2 separate regions of the Arachis hypogaea genome follow, and region 1 is linked to region 2. The links are chromatin contacts, called in public Hi-C maps. All regions are on one chromosome and are shown on one strand. The core of a region is the stretch at or near the end of the contact, and the rest is flanking DNA. Distances in the headings are between cores, read along the strand shown.

Region 1 (2,700 bases), core at 76-2,575, 130 kb after region 2:
CATAAAGCATTCCAATAAGCAATAATATTGGTGTTTCTTAAGGTCCTTTAATGCTTTGCTTTAATAAGCATTCCATGCTTTGTTCTATCTTTGTGTAATTCTAAAATTATTATTGAAAAGTTTGACTAAAGGAAACTCATACACGTTTCCGTTGTTCAATTTGAAAATTTGATTTTATAGCTCTTTTTTTTTAGATTTATACATGATAGGGTTGTGGGAACTTTATGATGATTTGGAGAAGGCTTTTATTTTTGTTTGACCAAGTGATTTAGTGTGTTTGTTGTTGTTTACAGTTTTTGTTGTTGGGTGCAGTCCTATCTTCAAAGATGTATTTGATAAGTGTATAGGCTAATTGATCAATAAGTGTTCCGTTTAAATGTATCAAAATATTCAGATAACATTCATTGAACGGTAAGTTTCAACCCTTTTAAATCTATGGTTTAAATATCTCTTTTGCCCATATTTTGTTTCTTTCTTAGTTCACAAATCATAATAGAATTGAATACTAATTAACCATTTTTGTAATCATGAAATTGAAAACCAAATTACTTTTATTTAAATTTCAGAGATGAATCTTATTTAACTATATATGTAAATTATGACCAAGGTTGCGAGAACCGAACTGATCATTGAACTGGTCAAGTAACTAGTTCAATGGATCAATGGTTCAACCGTGGTCGAACTATGGTCGAATCGATTTTGTTAAATATAAAATAAAATTATTAAAGATACAATATAAATCTTTTAAAATTTAAATTCAATCATTCATGGCATAAAATTCTATATCCACATTCAATCAATAATCACCAATAATAATTAATAATAATGTCAATAATTACTTAATTAGACAAAACTCACTCAATTGATGCCAAATTACTAATTAGAAATATCTATGAACCAATCTCAGCAATAAAAATTGATACAACCTCAAAGAAGAAAAGTCTAATATATTGCGGAGATTGGTTCATAGATATTTCTAATTAGTAATTTGGCATCAATTGAGTGAGTTTTGTTTAATTAAGTAATTATTGACATTATTATTAATTATTGTTGGTGATTATTGATTGAATGTGGATATAGAATTTTATGCCATGAATGATTGAATTTAAATTTTAAAAGATTTATATTGTATCTTAATAATTTTATTTTATATTTAACAAAACTGATTCGACCACGATTCAACCACGGTTGAATCATTAAATCATTGAATCAGTTATTTGACCGGTTCAATGACTGGTTCAGTTCTCGCAACCTTAGTAAAAAGAAAAGTAAAAAGTAAAAAAGAAAAAAAAATAGAAAAGAAAAACAAGAGAGTATCAAATATTGTTGGGCACACATGGTTGCGGTTGATTTGAAGAGTATTCGCTCCTTGTTAGTGAAACGGCGTAACAAGAAAAAGAGAAAAATGGAGAAGAGGGAAGACCTGAGATCGATTCTGCCGTACCTACCGGTGGTGATGCGTTCTTCCACACTGTTTTGGCCGTCGCAAGTGGTTGAAGCGCTCAAAGAACTCGCCAGAGGACCTCTTCACAGCCACGTTGACTCAGGCCACATCCTCTTCACCGCCATTGAAGACATCAGAAACTCTCTTTCTCTCTCTTCCAACTCCTTGGCTCCTTCCACTTCTCTTGGATACTCCCTCTTCTTCGACGAGGTAATTACACACTCACACAGGTGCCATTTTGGGTTTTCCCACTCAATTTTCAATTTTGAATTGTGGGTTCTTCTAAAGTTGGGATTTTGGGGTTATATGGTGTTGCTTTGTTTCAGCTGATGACTAGGGAGGAATCAAGGAAGTGGTTTGAGGAGGTTGTTCCAGCATTGGGGAGCTTGCTTTTGAGGTTGCCATCTTTGTTGGAAGCACACTATGAAAATGCTGATAAGGTTTTAAATGTGGGAGCTATGATTGGAACCGGTCTTCGCATGTTGGATTCACAGGAAGCAGGGATTGTGATCCTTTCCCGGGTTTGCTTCTTTTGCTGAGTTTATATGATTTTAAATTACGGTTACTTGCTGTATTGTATGTTGTGTACTCAATAATATAACTTGCTTAATGGCTGCCACTGCTGATGACTATGGTTATTATAGTCAACCTTATCAATTCTTTGCTTTTTAGGAGTTGATTGCTGCTCTTCTTGGGTGTTCGCTTTTTTGCCTATTCCCGGACCATGACAGATACATGAAACAGCTTCAAATAATCAATTTCGATCAATTGTTTGCGTATGGAATCTATAGCTTTTCTCTCTCTTTGTTAATTTGCTGTTTTAGTCTTTTGTTTTTCTTGCACTGTTGGAGCAACAGCTGAGTTGTCTCCGTCTTCGTGTGACCTCAAGGTCACGGGTTCAAGCCGTGGAAACAGCCACAGATGTAATTTTAGGTTAGGCTGTGTACATCATACCCTGCGTTAAGGCGGGAGGCTTGTGCACCGGGCTGCCCTATTGGTATCAAGATGATGCAGCCAATGTCATGTTGTTTTCTGTGTGAAATGGTGACTGAATGGGTGTGAAAAATAGGAAGAGAGGGTATTGATATTGCTCTAGGTTCATTTTGTTCTAATATTTATCTATTATAAAATTATGTCTGGTTGCAAAAATTTCTGAATGTATTAGTAAAATTGATGTAAATTTTGGATAGAACAGATCAATTATGCTTTCTTCATTTTCAGGAGTCTATATGAAGATTACAGTCAAAAGCAGGAAA
Region 2 (2,700 bases), core at 199-2,698:
AAGCTCCTCTCTCTTTGTCAAGATTCTTGTGATTGAAATTTTTGGTAGTGCTCTCTATTTGGAGTTATTGTTGGAATCATTATGTCAGCTCAAGCAGCATGGCCAACAACAGGTTGATTTGCTTTGATACATGGATTCACTGTAAGTATAGTATATAATAGGATATAATGAAATTCTTTGATTTATGTAGTTGACCGACTGACTTATTTAGTGGGATAAGATTTTATTAGGTAGAGTTTGTTTTGAGGTACTGACATGTGCAGACTGGAAGACTAGGATTTAGTATCATGTTTGTTGGCTTAGTAACTGGTACTGGAATTTTTAGAAACGAAAACTAAATTTTAATCATATTTAAATATTTAATACATAAAATACTTTTATTTTAATTAATTAATTTTAACTTTATTTTTTGGACAAATTAAATTAGAGATTCAATCTTTTTCTCTCACTTTAAACACAATACTAAAACTTATTTAATATATATCTTTCAATTTATGTCTCTCAATCAAACACTACCTTATTATTTCTGTTTTTCATATAAGATATTAGAATACAATTATGGAGGAGCACAATATTATCTCTATATTGACCAAGTGATTGAAGAAATCTTATCTAGGAATGTAAAATCCAGTGTAGTAGCTTTGCTTCCATTGAAACTTTTAGGTTGTATCATTTACCAACAAGTTGTTAGAACTTAGAAGGGTTAAATAATGGTCAAATTAAATTTGGAAAGATGTATTATTTTTAAATTTTTTTTAAAAAAAATTATTAATCAAATTGATCTTTTAAAAATTATAAATTAATCACATTTATCTTTGTATCATTCCATTAATAATTTTTATCAATAATTGATAATGTAAAATGTCAACTAACAGTATACAAGACACCTAGTATATCTAATTAGATACTAATCAAATATATTTATAAAAATCTATCAATTTAGTTCCTAGATTATATTGAAATTAAAGTTTATGTAATTAGAGAAATGATTGATAAGTTTTTATAAATACATCTGGTCAGTATCTAATTAGATATGTCAGATATCATGTATGTTATCAGTCAATGTTTTACATCATAAATTATTAACGAAAAATGTTAAGAGAGTAATGGAATGACAAATATGATTAATTTATAATTCTTAAATGATTAATGTGATTAATAAAATTTTTCAAAAATAAATTTAAAAAATGATTCATCTTTCTAAAACTAATTTGATGTTAGAATGTTATGTGTATCATCAAAGACATAAATCTGTTAGTTGGATTTCAATATTTTTTGGAGGACTTGTTTTAAAGTGTTTATTCATTTAATTAAAAAAGATGTGAAGTTATTTGGGCATGTTTATTAAAAAATAAGCTATATACCGTGTTCAATTTGCCCTTAATATTCAGTTAATTATTTTTGTTCTGTTACATAGATTGTTTTGATATAGTATTAAAAAACACGAGTCATTTTTTGGTATCTTTTTCCAGATTGCCTTTTTGTTTTTAATCCACATGGGCTTTAAGCCGGCTTTAACTAGAAAATTCGAGCAAGTACAAAAAATATTCAAGTAAATTAGCCCAATTACTAAATTAACTATAGTCCACAATGTTGTTGAACAGATCCCACCAGAATATGCACAAGTTATAGGTCCAAATGCTTTTGAAAACTAGAATAAACACCCCTCCTCCAAAAACAAAATGAAAAGGCTTTATACAAAAAGAATATTTTTCAAGTAGAATATGAAAAGATTGGTCATCTATTACTAGTTTTTTTTTTTTACAGAAAAAAAAATTTTCATTCACAGAAAAAAGTCATACGACACTTACAGATAACAGAAATAAATTAGATCTAAATATTAAAAAATGATTAGATATATTCTATGTTAAACTATAAACTGAAAGTATTCAAAAGAATCTTAAATAGTAAAAACATAGACAAATATGAGTCTCTATGATTTCTAAATCAATACAAATGATGATGTAACATGTTAAAAAATTCGTTTTTTTTTTCTGCTTAAAACTGAATCTTTTTCTGGTCTGAATATATTTCTATGAATAAAAAATAAATTTTAGTGTATTTTCTAAGATTGGGACAGAAAAATTTGAAAGATTGGGAGAGGTAACAAAACGGCGTCGTTTTCGTGTCTGGGGACTTATATATCCAGTTTCCAAAAGCTCACTGCCATGTGGACTCCATAACGGATGGGTCAGTGCCACCATTGCCAGGTCATAGTTTTTCGTCGGGTCCAACGGCCTGAATTCAACGAAAAGACTAAAATGTCTATGTTTTACAGGGGTCAGGGACATGAATGTATTTTTCGTTCCTTGAGGACGAAAATGTCCGCGGAAAAAAAGTCAGGAACCTATTTGTTCTTTACTCTAAATATTAATAATTTCTAATATCTAAAAGGTAAGTAATAATATTAAAAAAATCTAAAAAAGATATTATTACTAATTGATGGTTATCAGTGGCTAAGAGAAGGAGGTTTGAATCTTAGCCCATTTTTACTTAGTGAATCTTGCTGCCCTTTTTAAAATACTTAAGGAGATATTTATGCTTTTTGTCTCGTCACTAGTCAAGAGACTTTTTTTTTTATCGTAACCAATGAGGAGATATTTTTCAATTTTGTCTCCTTCGAACAGAATTAGAATTTGAGTAGAGTAGAGAGAGAAAATCACACCCATAAGTATCCTGGTTCAGCTGCTAAGTGCAGTG

Evidence for each region. A called contact is a pair of places that touch in the nucleus more often than the background predicts.
Region 1: a Hi-C map of leaf shows a contact between it and region 2, with 4 times the contacts expected there. The contact joins the promoter of LOC112765135 here to the enhancer-like site in region 2. A contact is called at or near these places in 3 of 8 Hi-C or Micro-C datasets (leaf and an unstated tissue).

What each region holds. Positions count from the first base shown.
Region 1 is chr17:21,453,153-21,455,852 of arahy.Tifrunner.gnm2.J5K5, forward strand. It overlaps LOC112765135 (poly(ADP-ribose) glycohydrolase 1), which reads left to right and starts at 1,326. Exons shown (of 12, transcript XM_025811001.3): 1 at 1,326-1,654; 2 at 1,771-1,965; 3 at 2,117-2,220; 4 at 2,666-2,700. The coding sequence starts at 1,337.
Region 2 is chr17:21,320,508-21,323,207 of arahy.Tifrunner.gnm2.J5K5, forward strand. No RefSeq gene overlaps it. Among protein-coding and RNA genes, the nearest start is that of LOC112765522, 23 kb to the left of the region's middle. Within about 2 kb of position 1,449, at least 3 of the 3 cell types and tissues checked have open chromatin away from gene starts, as enhancers often do.